Regions from separate parts of the Capra hircus genome. Here region 1 is linked to region 2. A link is a contact called in public Hi-C data. All regions are on one chromosome and are shown on one strand. The core of a region is the stretch at or near the end of the contact, and the rest is flanking DNA. Distances in the headings are between cores, read along the strand shown. Region 1 overlaps SPIRE2 (protein spire homolog 2). Region 2 holds the start of CHMP1A (charged multivesicular body protein 1a).

The links. A called contact is a pair of places that touch in the nucleus more often than the background predicts.
Region 1: a contact with region 2 is called in a Hi-C map of liver, with 3 times the contacts expected there. The contact joins the enhancer-like site here to the promoter of CHMP1A in region 2. A contact is called at or near these places in 2 of 5 Hi-C or Micro-C datasets (blood and liver).

The regions. Positions count from the first base shown.
Region 1 is chr18:16,059,935-16,064,254 of ARS1.2, forward strand. It overlaps SPIRE2 (protein spire homolog 2), which reads left to right. Exons shown (of 15, transcript XM_018061903.1): 3 at 2,901-3,260. Among named protein-coding and RNA genes, the nearest start is that of SPIRE2, 17 kb to the left of the region's middle. Within about 2 kb of position 1,432, at least 1 of the 5 cell types and tissues checked has an H3K27ac peak or open chromatin away from gene starts, as enhancers often do.
Region 2 is chr18:15,955,084-15,959,409 of ARS1.2, forward strand. CHMP1A (charged multivesicular body protein 1a) reads right to left here and starts at 2,406. Exons shown (of 7, transcript XM_018061918.1): 1 at 2,270-2,406; 2 at 1-14. The coding sequence starts at 2,276. CDK10 (cyclin-dependent kinase 10) reads left to right here and starts at 2,443. Exons shown (of 14, transcript XM_018061912.1): 1 at 2,443-2,502; 2 at 2,869-3,036. The coding sequence starts at 2,986.

The sequences.
Region 1 (4,320 bases), core at 182-2,681, 100 kb after region 2:
GTGTGCGGCTCCTGCTGCCAGGCTGCCCTGCCCCACAGCCCCAAGTGAATTTGTGTTCCCCACCCCTGTTCCACTTGTGTTCCCTACTGTCATCAGTCTTGAAAACACTTACAAAGAACTTTGTATATAGGCTCGGGAATCGACGTGGGGGCCCCCAGGAAGTCGGTCAGGGCAGCCTCCTGGCCTGGGTGCTGAGATTCTCACTCCGGCCCTTCAGTGCCTTGGGCTGGTCCCGGGGCCTCAGCTGCTTGGTGCCCACACTGCCAGGAGCAGGGGGGCTCGGGGTTCTGCCTAGACTTTTCCCTGGGGGGAAGCCAGTGGTCTCTCCGGTGTCTGGGTCTGGGGCGGCTCTCTAGAGGCTTGCAGTGGAGTTAACCCTTTCACTGATGTGAGGCCAGCACAGGCCAGAGACCAGAACCAGGGGAGGCAGGCCCAACAGGGGTGCTCTGTGCTGCACTGGAGCCAGGAAGCTTTGGTGTTAGGCCTGCTGCCTGCCCGGCCCGAGGGGTAGAGTGGTCTCCCCCAGAGAGAGAGGGTCACCCTGGGGTCAGTGGGGTCTATGGGGCAAAGCTGGGGTGAGGTGGAGTTTACTCTGCTTTTTTTGTAAAAGTGATTTTATTTGTTTATTTTTGGCTGTGCTGGGTCTTTATTGATGCGTGGGCTTTTCTCTGGTTGTTGAGAATGGGAGCTACACTTTGTTGTGGTTCATGGGCTTCTCATTGCGGTGACTTCCCTTGTTGTGGAGCCTGGGCTCGAAAGCACAGGCTCATTAGCTGTGCCACTCGGGCTTAGCTGCTCTGCAGTACATGGGATCTGCCCAGACCAGGGATTGAACCTGCCACATCTCCTGCATTGGCAGGCGGAGTCTTCCCTCCTGAGCCACCAGGGAAGCTCATCTCTGTCTTCTTCCTGCACCTCCCTCTGGGCCAAGAAAGGACCGATGGGAACTTGTGTGAAGTGAGGTCCTTGCCCGCCCAGCAGTCCCAAGGGGCTGCCTCAGGGACTCCACTGGCCAGAGCAGGCCCTTTGACTCCTGATTCTGGGGTGTGACCTGTAGCCCAACTGGTCCTCGCCTCCTGAGGCAGAGATAAGGTGCCTCCAGGCTGGGAGCGTTATTGACTTTCACTGGAACTTCGCTCCCACAGGGCCTCACCCTCCCCAGGTGTCCCTGAGCCAGGCAGACCCCCCAAGCCCCTCCAGACTCAGGGCATCTTGGGAGGTGCTTCTGTGGACAGAGAAGGCCTGTTCTTGTGCCCTGCCCTCTGCCCAGCGCTGACTGTCACACTTTCCTTCAGCTCTGCTCTGACCCCTTCCCTTGGGGTCTGGGGGTGACATCACAGGAAACAGAAGAGAGACCAGAAAGTCCCAGAGGCCAGGTGGCCTGCACATGCCTGGCGAGGGTGTGGCTCCGTCCAGGGGCACGAGGTCAGGGCACAGGCTGCAGGCTGACCACCCCCCCCCAGGCCAGCACGGCCCCCCTACCTGAGGCAGGCAGGTGACCAATGTTTTCCCCACCTGTGAGGGTCTTGAGACTAGTGGCAAAGAGCTGTGGTCATTTTGGTGTGTGTATATCTCTTGTACTGAGTCGTGAAAGGAAACCATTAATGCCCTTTCAAACACAAACACTTGGTGCTGTCAGCACTGGAAGCAGCTTCCTCATTCTTGCTTTGCGCCACTGCCTGGCATCGAACCGCTTCCCCGGCGCCTCCCTCGAGCAGACCCAAGGCTGTGGGGCACAGACAGTACAGAACCCGGATCTGAAATGCTAATGGTGGTCCCTGAAAGCTCAATTCCCTAGGGGCTAAGTAACACCAAAAGCAGAGTTAAGAGGAGTGCAGGACTCGTCTCTAATGTGCTAATCCGCTTTTTAAAACCTTGTTGTGGAGAAAGAATTTTGAGCTTATGCAAAGCCAGCAGAATAGCATAGTGGCCCCACACGAGGCTCCACCAGCAAAGGACTCACCTATTCCCTGCAGCGCCCCCCCACTACCTGCCTGCTGGTGACCCCACCCCCTCTCCCTATATAGGTACAATTATTTTTTAGGTTTTTCTCTTTCAGGTTAAATTCACATACATTGAAATTTACATGCAGCTGAAAATACTTGAGGGGTCTCACTTTTTGTGAGATCCAGTGTCAAGCTTTATATGTGTCATTAAGCAATTACTCCAGCAGCATTTATTGAATAAGCTAGCCTTTCTCCTCTGATTTAAAACATACTGTCATTGCACATGAACTAATGCTTCCTTAGGTTGCCTCTCTGTCTTTTTCTAAACACTTTTGTTGGGGGTAAACTGTACATGTGGCGAGCTCTGACTGGTGTGTAAGCAACACCACACACATCTTTCCCAACATGCTTCCCCCCACCCCCCGGCCCCCGGGAGCCAGGGGCCTGCCCTCTGTGGCTGTAGACTGCTTCTGTGTTGTCTGGAGCTCCAGAGTCCTGGCTCTGGGCGGTGCTGGGGGTTCAGGGCTGTGCACGGCTGACTAGTTAGTATCCCTCGGATCACCACCCCACCGACCTGGGGTGGATTTGACCTTTATGGATTCCCCCACAAGGATTTCCGGTTTTCCTCTCTTGGTGAACACCCCCCGAGTGCCGTCCCCCCCCCCCCGCCCCCCGCGCCCAGAGGAGCTGCAGTCTAGCGGTAAAGCGTGTCTTAATTATAAGAACCTGCCACGCAGTTTTCCGCGGTGGCTGTGCTGCTGGGGAGCACTGTGTTTCCCGGGTGGGGGCGGTGGTGCACCCCTCAGAGGACAGCTGCTATCCCATTTCACCAGTAGAACCCACTCGATGGTGACCTCCTGCGGCGGCTAGAACGCCCCCACCCCGCCCTGTGTGCCCGCCCTGCCTTGGCCTAACAGCAGGGCCCTGGCCTAACAGCAGGGCCCTGTCCCGCAGGTGGTGCAGTCGCTGGGCTTCGCAATCTACCGCGCGCTGGACTGGGGGCTGGCTGAGCACGAGGAGCGCGAGCTCAGCCCGCAGCTGGAGCGGCTCATCGACCTCATGGCCAACAGCGACTGCGATGACGACGGCGGTGGCGGGACGGCCGACGAAGGATACGGGGGTCCCGAGGAAGAAGAGGAGGCAGAGGGCGGCCCTCGCACCGTGCGCACCTTCGCACAGGCTATGCGCCTGTGTGCCGCGCGCCTGACCGAGCCCCGAGGCGCACAGACCCACTACCAGGCCGTGTGCCGCGCGCTCTTCGTGGAGACGCTGGAACTGCGCGCCTTCCTCGCCAGGGTCCGGGAAGCCAAGGAGGTGAGGCAAGCGAGTGGCCCAGGCCGGAGGGCCAAGGATTTGCTTGGAGTGGAGGGTAGTGGGTGGGGCCAGCCGAGCGAGGGGTGGGGTCCCAGAGGTGCCTCCACACACAGAGGTGGGGCAGGTGGGCAGGGCCCGGCCCTCTCCCTGCCTAGTTCCTTCTGTCCCTCCGTCTGTCCACAGTGGGTGTCCACTCTGTGGCAGACAGTCCTGAACACTTTGTAGGTTTTAGCTTAATCCTCAGTGTCCTGCTTACCTGGCTTTGCACAGAGGAGACCAGAGGCTCAGAAATTCACAAACTGGTGCCTTTACCCATGACCTCACTCTCTAAGTCAGTCCTTAGCTTCCCTGGTCCTCATGTTTACATCTGCAAAAGGGACTGTGTCTCCAGGTCTCCTGCCCCAGAGCTGGTTCCTTCTGAAAACAGGGAGCAGAGGTGCCAACAGGTTGGAGCTTTGGAGAGGTGGGCAGTTCAGTGAGGGGTCACTCGTCCTGGTGTTTGTCCCTGGATGACAGTCCCACATTCCTCTCCACCCCCCACCCCACCACCCCCCACCCCCACCCCCACCGTGGTTTTCACCCATTTCCCAGTTGAGCAGCTGTAGGCGCTAAGAGGTCGTGTTCTCACCCCAGGTCACAGCTAGTACGGAGCAGAAGGGCTTGACCAGCTCCCGGCTGGCATTCTCCCCACAGCTGTTCTGCCGCTTCATGGTCTCAAAGTCAGGAGGTGACAGTCTTTGCTCAACTCTCACAGCCTCTCCCTTGGAGAGAACTGAGGTGTTTCGTTGAAATGGGGGTCATAGCCCACAGGGACCCCTGCCTTCCACCAGCATTTCACAGATGAGGAGGGAAATGGAGACTTTGGAGAGGTCAGGAGGTACTTGTGGAATTAACCGGTGCTGGTTCCTGATGTTACCCTGACCCTTCGTTGGCGAGTGTCTCCTTCCTGCCCAGCTTCCCCAGACCTGGGCTTGAACACTCTAAGGGTTGTTCTCACCAGGGGCCTGGCATCTAGCGCAGGACAGCTCAGATGCTGCTCGGGTCACTTGGCCTCGTCTGC
Region 2 (4,326 bases), core at 1,156-3,655:
CTGGAACAGGGTGTCTGCAAAGAGAGATGATTAAGATGGTGAGGAATGTGAGGAGCAGCACCCCTAGCTGATGGGGTCACCACCTCCCCTGAATGTGAAGAGCTGGCATAGAACTGGGGCCTGCAGGGAGGCCCACTCACACCAGCTTGGCACCTCCTTAGCCACAAAGCTTGGGCAATGAGAGAGTTTCCCTGACCCTCTGACACCTCTAGGAAACACCTGGACGGCACCAGCTGACCCTAAGGGTATGAGTGCAGCCTACAGTGAAAACTCAGTATGGTCTGCAATCAGTGGAGCTTTACAAAGGACCCTTGGGAGTTCTCCCCACTCTAGTAACATTTACTACTTATTGTTGTTCAGTTGCTAAGTCTTGTCTGACTCTTTGCAACTCCATGGACTGCAGCACGCCAGGCTTCCTGTCCTTGACTATCTCCTGGAGTTTGCTCAAACTCATGACCACTGAGTTGGTAGTGCTATTTAACCATCTCATCCTCTGCCACTCCTTCTCCTTTTGCCCTCGATCTTTCCCAGTCTCAGGGTCTTTTCCAGTGAATTAGCTCTTCACATCAGGTGGCCAGAGTATTGGAGCTTCAGCTTTAGCATCAGTCCTTCCAATGAATATTCAGGGTTGATTTCCTTTAGGATTGCCTGGTTTGATCTTGCAGTCGAAGGGACCCTCAAGAGTTCTCCAGCACCACAGTTCAAAAGCATCTTCAGTGCTCAGCCTTCTTTATGGTCCAACTCTCACATCTGTACATAACTACTAGAAAAACCATACCTTTGACTAGAAGGACCTTTGTTGGCAAAGTGATGTCTCTACTTGTTAACAGTTTGTCATAGCTTTTCTTTCAAGGAGCAAGTGTCTTTTAATTCCATGGCTGCAGTCACCATCTGCAGTGATTTTGGAGCCCAAGAAAATAGTACTTGACAGTCTGTTTTTCATGGATAAAAACAGCAGAGTAATGATTCTTAAGTTGTAAAAGAGCTGGCCCACAGAGACCACTCTCCATGGGAGCTGCCATTTCTGAGCCATCAAATCTGCAATGACCAACCGGAGACGTGCATGTGCGCACATGTCACTGGCAAAGTCCCTTGGTATCTGAATTTGCCACTCACCCAAACTCAAGAGCTAGGTAGTTTGGGGTTCATCTTAAAACTATCTCAGTGTATCCCATTCCTAAATTTGGGAAATGATTCTTGAAACTGTTTACCACACTAGCCCAGAATGAAGAAACAAAATCCTAGAACCAGAATCCAGACCCATAAAGGCAGGTGAAGGCTCCCAGCCAAGAGCTCCCCTGGGCCCTGTGCATCTGCCACCCATGAGCTCAGGCCCTGGGCAAGGCCAGGTCGTCTGTGCATCTAGAGCAGGCGGCAGGCAGTGTGCTTCCTGCGGGGACAGCAAGGCTGTGTTGAGTGTGGCCCAGACTAGGGTGGGAGGGACAGACTCCACAGGGCAAAACCTGGCCCTGGAGAAAAGGGATATGGGAAAACAATTCCCTGGGGAGCTGAAGCTGAGTGCGAAGGCAAAACCCAATGTGTGTGTGCTGGGCATTGGGGTGGGGTGCGTTCATCTCTCTGAGGCAATCTGTGTAGAATTTCCTTCTCAACAATGACGTTCCACCTCTCTGTCACACCAGCACTGAAATATTCTAGCAAATGTACCTATCTTCACTTTATCACAGATGCTTCCTGTTCCTAGGCAGAGCAGAGCAGAGAGCCCTGAGGTGGTACTGCTGGCAGTGGAGGACCAGACGGACGACCAAGCCGCCTGGGGCCTGCGCCTGCACGGACTCCCTCCCAACCTCTGTTTTCCCATCTGCGGAATGAGATGATACGGTTCCTACCTCAAGAACTTCTGTGCCTGTACCTAATGAGGAATTTTTGTTTTAGCTCTTATTTCTCTTGATAGTGTTCTGGGGACACTGGTACAATTGCCTCCTTTTCGGGTGCCCTCTGACCCGGAATCCCAGGGCCCAAAAGCCTGATGTCCCTCACCAGTACAGCAGCTTGGCAAGCGGAGGGTGGGGCGGGGGCAGGGGCAGCCGGTCGCTGGGGAGAGCCGGAGAAGTGGGCGGGGATCAGGGAAGGGGCTCTGGTATCCGAGTTCTGGGTCGAGGTCCCGGGTTATGGGGTCGGGGACTGGGGTCCCAGGTTCAGGCCCCAGAGTCCGGGGTCGGGTTTCAGGGTCTGGGATCGAGGCCAGGGGCACCCGCCTAAGCCCCGCCCGCCCCGCCCCGTGCAGCCCCGGAGGGCGGCGGCCTCTCACCGTCCATGGCTGGTCCGGGAGCGGCAGGCCTGGGGAAGACAGACCGACAGAATCTTCCAGCGGCGTCAACAGAACCGACCCCGGCTGGCGAGCGGACCGGAGGGCGGGTGGGCACTTCCGGGTCGCACCTATTTCCGGCTGCTGGACGCTCTCGCGAGAGAATGGGCTGGTCCCGCGGGCGGTGGTGTTACCGTGGTGACCGCGCGGGCTTGAGTGGCTGCTGTCGGGTGTCTGTGAGTCAGTGGGCAGGGCGCCCACTAGGTGCAGGAGCTGGGACTGACGCTGGTGGGGGCCTGGGGCGGTGGGCTCACCTATGGGCCTCTCCAAAAGCAAACGCAAACTGGGGAAAGGTAAAGGGCCGGTGGCCCGCGATCTTCCCGGCGCGGCCCCGCCCCCGTAAATCTTCCAGCGCTGGGCCCTCTCTGAGGACGGTGCCTCGGGGACCTTTTCATCGGGGGAAGTATCCATATGTAGGGAAATGGAGTGCCCCAAGTCTTTCAAGCTATCTTATTTCATTCCGAACAGAGAAGGCAACTGAAGGATGGGGTCCATTGCCCAGACTCAGTAAAATAGATCGTTAATTGCACATGTATTTTCAGATGAGGAGTCGAAGACCCGGCGCACTTACTTAGTCTCAAAGGCTGAGGAAAGGCGGGTGGACAGACCTTCACAAGAGTCTAAGAAGCCTCCAGACACCAAGCCTGAGGAGAGCTTCCATGGGGAGAAAGGGGCGGCTAAGCGGCAGTGGCCTTCATCTGAAGTGGGAGGTAGGACAGTCCCGGAACCAGACGTGTATTTGAGGATGGGGCGCACAGGAGCCTGCGGTGGGGTGCTAGTAGCAGGGGGGCGTGCCCTGATGATTGAGAAGGTTTGGGGACCTTTATCTAGGAGGTAAATATGAGAGTTCTCGTGAAAAATGTAATAAGTTTGCATTTAAGTTTAATATAATTGGTTTTTAAGTTTCCAAGTGGTAGCTGTGTAACACACAGCAAGGAGGGCCAAGCCATGTGCAGACCCAAAGCAGCCTGCTGTCCTCCCGAGGGCTGCACACCTTTGGCCTCCCTGCCACTCCCTCCGCATTCCACAGATGAGCCTGAGCAGCTACTTTGGCGCCGGGGTGGGGTGGGGGTGGGGTGAGGGGGCGCGTGTAGGAAGTAGTGGGGCTGTGCCGGAGGACTTGCTGTCTGACAGGATGTGGGGGCAAAGAGAGGAGCCAAGTGGGCTTTGGTGACCATGAGAATGGATGGCCCCGTGCATCCAACAAGGAAGGTCAGGAGGAGAGAGAAGCTGGGGGAGCTTCACACTGAGGCCCCTTTGGGGTCATCAGGAGCAGGAAAGCATTTGAGAGGAGCACGCTGGCCATGGGAGTGAGGCCTGGGCTTCAAATTCCAATTCACGAGCACTTATATAAGGCAGGAAGGGCCAGAGTCCTAGGGGGAGGTTTGGAAAATTGCTGCCAGTGTGTCAGGAAGCTTTTGGCCGCCGGTCACAGAAGAGCGTTACTACCAAGGGGCTCAGTGTCCTCCAAGTAAAGGAGAGGTCAGAGGCCTGGCCCTGGGCGTGGCAGCATCCAGGATTGTGTGTTCACAGTTGGCCACCCTCAGTGTTCATGGTCCGCAGAGGGCTGGACAGGTTTCAGTGGCATGCACACAGACTATGTCTCATTTGTGAGAGGTGTTATCTTGCTTCGTATTAGCAAGGGAACCGTCCCTCAGAGGCCTGCGTGCCCAGCTCTCCAGGACGGGCTGGACCTGTGCCAGCAAGGAAAGGTGTGGCCATGTGCGTCACACCCTCACTTCGGGGGCAGAATGAGGGTGGAGTTCCCAGAAAGCAGGTGAAGAGTGCCGTCTCACGGAACATACCCCTGGCACACGCTGTCCTGGGTAGCACACCCTGTCCTGGGTAGCACACCCCAGGGCAGATGCGAGTGAAAGAAGCCAGGCACAGATCCTGCTCTGCTTATGTGAAAAGTCCAGGAAAGTCAACTCCATATGGAAAGAGCCCGGGCCAAGGGTGGGCACAAGGGCTGTTTGGAGAATGATGGAAATAGACTTAAA